Linked DNA regions of Mus musculus: region 2 is linked to region 1. The links are chromatin contacts, called in public promoter capture Hi-C maps. All regions are on one chromosome and are shown on one strand. The core of a region is the stretch at or near the end of the contact, and the rest is flanking DNA. Distances in the headings are between cores, read along the strand shown. Region 1 holds the start of E330021D16Rik (RIKEN cDNA E330021D16 gene). Region 2 has its middle 29 kb from the start of Plbd1.

Region 1 (3,194 bases), core at 518-3,017:
CGGTATCACCCGCTCTCTTCCTGCTGCCTACAGACCCCAGTGTAGAACTCTCAGCTCTTTCTCTTGCACCATGTCTGCCCGGGCACCACTATGTTTCCCACCATGACAACAATGGACTAAACCTCTGAATCTGTGAGCCAGCCCCAATGAAAAGTTTTCCTTCACGAATTGCTGTGGTCATGGATTCTCTTCCTAGCAATTGAAACTCTAAGACAAAACCATTTTACAAACTTGGAAAGTCCCACAGCCTTACAAACTCACCACTTGAAAGGTTGTCTCTTTAAAAAAAAAAAAAATCCAGTCTTTTAAAACACAAATTCTCTGTAAGATTAAAAAAGTTTTAAGTTTAAAATCTCTCAAATGTGGGCTTTTATAAAATCAAAAAGAAATGAAGAGCCAGGCGTGGTGGCACCCCCCTTTAGTCCCAGCGCTCGGGAGGCAGGGGCAGGCAGATTTCTGAGTTCAAGGCCAGCCTGGTCTACAAAGTGAGTTCTAGTACAGCCAGGGCTTCAGAGAACCCTGTCTCAAAAAACAAGAAAAGAAAGGAAAAGAAAGGAAAAGAAAGGAAAAGGAAAAGAAAGGAAAAGGAAAAGAAGGGAAAAGGAAAAGAAGGGAAAAGGAAAAGAAGGGAAAAGGAAAAGAAGGGAAAAGGAAAAGAAGGGAAAAGGAAAAGAAGGGAAAAGGAAAAGAAGGGAAAAGGAAAAGAAGGGAAAAGGAAAAGAAGGGAAAAGGAAAAGAAGGGAAAAGGAAAAGAAGGGGAAAGGAAAAGAAGGGGAAAGGAAAAGAAGGGGAAAGGAAAAGGAAAAGAAAGGAAAAGGAAAAGAAGGGAAAAGGAAAAGAAGGGAAAAGGAAAAGAAGGGAAAAGGAAAAGAAGGGAAAAGGAAAAGAAGGGAAAAGGAAAAGAAGGGAAAAGGAAAAGAAGGGAAAAGGAAAAGAAGGGAAAAGGGAAAAGGAAAGGAAAGGAAAGGAAAGGAAAGGAAAGGAAAGGAAAGGAAAGGAAAGGAAAGGAAAGGAAAGGAAAGGAAAGGAAAGGAAAGGAAAGGGAGAAAAGAAAAGAAAAGAAAAGAAAAGAAAAGAAAAGAAAAGAAAAGAAAAGAAAAGAAAAGAAAAGAAAAGAAAAGAAAAGAAAAGAAAAGAAAAAGAAAGGAAAGGAAAGGAAAGGAAAGGAAAGGAAAGGAAAGGAAAGGAAAGGAAAGGAAAGGAAAGGAAAGGAAAGGAAAGGAAAGGGAGAAAAGAAAAGAAAAGAAAAGAAAAGAAAAGAAAAGAAAAGAAAAGAAAAGAAAAGAAAAGAAAAGAAAAGAAAAGAAAAGAAAAGAAAAGAAAAGAAAAGAAAAGAAAAGAAAAGAAAAGAAAAGAAAAGAAAAGAAAAGAAAAGAAAAGAAAAGAAAAGAAAAGAGAAAAGAAATTGAAGTGCTTTCATACCTCAAGTGAGGAAAAACCAAGACACAGTCACAATATGAACAAAGCAAAATCAAAACTCCAGTAGTATAAATAATTCAGTGTCTAATATCTGAGAGTTACTCACAATCTGGGCCCTTCCAACAGGCTTGGGACCCTCTTCTGGCTCTGCTCTCTGCAACACAGCTTGTCTTCTAGTGGCCGAGACTGCCGTTCTTGGAGGTCATCCCAGGCGTGGTACTGGAATCTCCGAAATGCTGGAATCTTCTGCTAAAGCTAGGCGACACTTTCACTCACAGCCTCTCACAGCCTCTCTTCGTGGTGCCAAGCCTCAACTTCTCTGCATGACCTCTTGAATCCCGGAGCTCCTATTGCCTCTTTGGCTCTGCCTTCCTTTATGGCCTCTCCCAGTAGCAAACCTCAGCTGTTCTCCGTGACCCCTTCCTGCCTTCTAAACCAGTACCACCTGGGTGACTTCAACTACCAAGTTCAGCTGCTATCACAAGGCTGCACAAACTTGGCCACTTCTGGACCGCAGCTTCTGTGTGCTGGCCCTAAGGAAATGCTTCCCAGAAGATTTCACCTCAATGATGTTGTTGGTCTCTTCTTAACCATAGCTGATTCTTCAGCCCTAGCTGACCAGCACCTATTGTCCCAGCAAAGCAAACATTTTACTTTAGTGGTTCTGGTCTCTTATTAATCACAGCTGATTCTTCAGTTCCAGCTGACCAAATACCACAGATTCTTCATGCAAGTGCCCTGGTAGAGTCTCTGAAGGGTTCCAAGCCAGGCCTCCATCTTCTGCACGGCTCTCTCAGCATTCTGGTTTTGAAAGCTGCCACAGAACAGCTCAGTGAGCTCTTAACAATCAATAACTTTTCTAGCCCAAAGTTCTTCCACAATCCTCCCCCCAAAGTGTGGTCAGTTCTGTCACAGCAATACCCACTATCCCGGTACCAACTTGTCTCAGCGAGGATGCGTATTGCCGTAAAACACCTTGGCCAAAGAGTTGGGGAGGAAAGACTTTATGTGGCTTCTGCTTCCACATCACTGTTCATCACCAAACGGAGTCAGGACAGAAACTCAAAGCAGGGCAGGAACCTGGAGGCAGGGCTGGTGCTCTTCAATGAGGAATTAAGAAAATGCCTTACAGGTAGGCCTGAAGCCTAAACTTATGGAACTGTGTTCTCTAAGGACCCTAGGTTCTATGAAGCAGACATAAAACTAGCCAGGACACTGACGCAAAATGAAGTGACCGAAGGGCACAGACTTGTTCCTGGAGTCTCACTGAGCCCAAGGAATCCTGAACGCAGACCACCATTCCCTTCCTTTCTCCACACAAAACACCGGAAGCTGTGGAACGGGGTATGACGTTCTCTCAAATCAGAAAACTCATGTGTGAGGTCACAGGCAGCAGATACACAAGTCTTTCCTTGAGTCTATCCCTTCAGCAACATTTGCTTCCATTCTCACCATGAACACCAGCTAAAAGGACCAAAGATGGCCAACATGCACATTCGAGGAAACTAAGTGTGCTTTTTGCCTTGAAATTGCTAGGCCAACAGGCAATAAAATCACCTCAGAATGAAGTATGACCTCAAAATGTGGAACGTTAGAAAACTGGAAGGTACTGGTTAGGAAAGGGTTAACAAGGAAAGCAACCCTGCTTCTATAAAGTCCACGGTGCCCACAGAGTGTCTAGGTTTTCGGTATCATTGCCAGCAGTATTTACATACACGGCTTCTTCACGTGTCGAGCATGACACGGCCTCTCCTTCTGAACACAGTGGCTGGACA
Region 2 (3,076 bases), core at 126-2,625, 270 kb after region 1:
GGTATTTTTTTGATCATGCTAATTTTATAAATTAGTTCAAGAAGCCTAACATTTATTTATTTACTTATTTATTTGGAGGCAAGGTGTCACTGTGCAGCCCGGGCTGGCCTGGAACTTCCTGTGGAGACAATCCTCAGTGCTGGGAATAAAGGTGCTCGGCAACACACCCAGGCTGGAGTCTAACAGCTTCGTGCTGATGATGAATTTTGTTACCTCAGAACACAGTCCCCAAGAATACATTTCCTGTTTAAAAAGCAAGTCAGATTCGAGGCCAGCCTGGTCTACAGAGGGAGTTCCAGGGCTACACAGAGAAACCCTGTCTCAGAAAAAAAAAAAAAAAAAGCAAGTCGGGGCATAACATTCATCAACAAGACACTTAATGCTGAACAGAAGTCAGATGTTTCATTGACAAGTGCAGAAAAGAGAATTCTAGATTTTTATGTGATGTGTAAATAAATAAAATCACACATGTCACAGATGTATTTCCATCAAAGTTAAAATATAAACATCAGGTCACCAGGTCTTTTATTTGTGACATTAATTTTGGTAAGGTTTGCTATGGTTTTATTTTATAGTTATACTTTTGGTTTGTTTTGTAAACTGACTTCTTTGCACTGAAATAGCTCATTTTGAAAAGACATAATTGACATTATAGAGTTCCTAGGGCTTGGTCACGACCCCTGGGTATCACAACAGGCCTATGGAGACCTCACAATTGTTAATATAACCCAGCTGGCCTTGTTGGCCTTTCTTACTTGACACAAGCTGGAGTTATCTTGGAAGGGAGACGCTCAACTGAGAATACATACATCTGTTGGTGAGACTGTAGTGCAGTTTTATGATCAATGATTGATTGGGCGGGGGGAGTAGCCCATAGCAGGTGGAGGAGGCCACCCCTTGGTAGGTGGTCCTGAGTTGTATAAGAAAGCGGGCTCAGCAAGTCGTGAGGAACAAGCCAGTAAGCAGCACCCCTCCATGGCCTCTGTTTCAGCTCCTGCCTCAGTCAGTGTTTCTGCCCTGAGTTCCTGTTGCCCTCCCTCTGCGATGGACTGTGGCCTGGAAGCGGGAGATAAAATAAACCCCTTTGTCTCCAAGTTGCTGTTGGTCATGATGTTTTATTACAGCAACTCCAGCCGGCAAAATACGCAGACGAATCCAGCTAGAGGCTCTGTCTGCCGCCCCTAGCAGACCACAGCTGGAGAAAAATCACCTCAGCCGTCCTATTAAGTCTCCCTGCTCGGCCTACCCTCTCACTTCCTCAGAGTACTTGAAAATGGATGGTTCACTTTTCGAACTTCCCCTCTCACTGATTCTGTTCTGAGTAGGCGGCCCACCTCCCTCTTCAGAGAGGAAGAGAAAGCCGTAGTGTGGGAATCCCCTCAACTTCCCTTTAAGAGCCGTAGACAACAGCACAGAGATTTTCACTTACCCTCAGTCAACCACTGCAAAGTGTCTTCCCTGGGTCATCTGAGTCCCGCCCCCTCTCCTGCTTTAGGGTCTTTGCAGCTTCCTTCCCCCATTCCATTCTCGACTGAGCCCTAGGCACTCAGGGCTAGTCTCTCTTTTCTACCTTTGACCTCCCCCCTTTCACATTCCACACATTGCTGTGGCAGTAAGAGCATTTTGTGACACAAATCCCAAGATCTGTGAAAAAAAAAAATTGCAAAGCTTGTCAGCTCAAAACTGACAGCAAAGGCAGACAGAGACAAGGATGCCGCTCAGTGTGGAGTGCTTGCTTAGTATGCAAGGCCCCAGGTTCCATCCTTACCACCAGAAACGCAATCTCAACCACGAGCCATAGCAAAACCACACACCAGCAATGGTCAGATATGCTTTTTTCCTTTCCTCAGAGCTTCGTCTCTCAAGTCACAGGTCTATGGTGCACAGATCTTTGTATTGCAAAATGGAGACCACTTATCTGGATACACAGATGCCCTGACACTGAGACGAAGCTGTGACACAAGCTGTGAATGGGTGGTTCAAGGCCAGCCAGGACTAAGTAGTGAGAGCTTGTCTCAAACAAACAGCTAATGGATACAAAAGTCTTATATCTCAGCACATGTTTAAAGTTTCTCATTGTTGTTTTTGCAATGTAATTATGGGATTGCTTGCACAGGCTTGCTCAACTAAATAAGAAAATAGACGTGACTAAAATGCAGATAATTACGCAGGAATTCAACAGTCTGTGACTACACGTTGGACAGCTTTGGAGCTGTCAATCATTCAGCATTGGGGATACAGAGGAAGATGGGTAGGCTCTTCTCTCAGGGATCTGTCCTAGGAAGGCAGCGTGTAAGCTTCAGAACTGACTGACATCTTAGCTATGGACATATGGCAAGGCTGGCTCTAAGGTGTTTGACCAGGGCAACTGGATGACAGAAGCTACCACTGACAAAATGAGGAGATAGAGCAAGGAGCAGGTTTGCAGTGAGAAGAGATTGCCAAGAGGTTAATTGTTGACACTGGGAGGAATCCTGGGGCTGGAGAGACAGCTCAGCAAGGTCTGGCTGTTCTTGCAAAGGACTGCAGTTCCATCCCTAGCACCCTGTCAGACGGATCATACCTTCTGGTAACTCCAACTCCAGGGGTTCTGGCTCCCTCTTCTGGCCTCCTTGGGTACCTGCACGCATGTGACACAAAAGCCACGTATTTTAGAGCATGTGAGCAAGCTTGATGGACAGAGAGTGATGCCTCTCGCATCAGGCACTGGCTAGGACGGTCCAGCAGTCCAGCCGTGAGAAGACATATACCTGCTGGGGTAGAAATGAGAAGTTGAAAATTCAAACAGACAAAATTTAGTGGCCAATTGACTGTAGGAACGAGTGTACGGAGATGGGAAAACAATTCACTAGCATTTGCGCTGACGTAAGAGGAAAAATGTAATATTCTTGGCATGACAGCGAAGGCGTGATGCAAAGCTGCCTCTGGGGAGATGCTGTTGATCACGACCGTGATCTTTTGCAGGGTAGGTATCCTGTAGCCTTGTGATCTCAGGGTAGAAAGCAGTGTTTGCTAAATGGTTTGGGAATGATGCATGCGCAAACAAATTAGTGGTTAACGAACATTCAGATGGGCG

What was found. Promoter capture Hi-C pulls out the DNA fragments that hold promoters and counts their contacts.
Region 2: a promoter capture Hi-C map of the HPC-7 cell line shows a contact between it and region 1, with 6 times the contacts expected there. The contact joins the enhancer-like site here to the promoter of E330021D16Rik in region 1. A contact is called at or near these places in 5 of 39 promoter capture datasets (the HPC-7 cell line, embryonic stem cells, liver and 2 more), 3 of 484 Hi-C or Micro-C datasets (embryonic stem cells and pre-B cells), 2 of 115 datasets of contacts at active chromatin or transcription factors (both in embryonic stem cells) and 2 of 9 other capture datasets (adipose tissue and liver).

What each region holds. Positions count from the first base shown.
Region 1 is chr6:136,413,802-136,416,995 of GRCm38.p6, forward strand. E330021D16Rik (RIKEN cDNA E330021D16 gene) reads right to left here and starts at 1,768. Exons shown (of 2, transcript NM_001201390.1): 1 at 1,526-1,768.
Region 2 is chr6:136,688,911-136,691,986 of GRCm38.p6, forward strand. No RefSeq gene overlaps it. Among named protein-coding and RNA genes, the nearest start is that of Plbd1, 29 kb to the left of the region's middle. Within about 2 kb of position 1,376, at least 123 of the 459 cell types and tissues checked have an H3K27ac peak or open chromatin away from gene starts, as enhancers often do. A contact at or near this core is called in the HPC-7 cell line and adipose tissue, where this site is marked.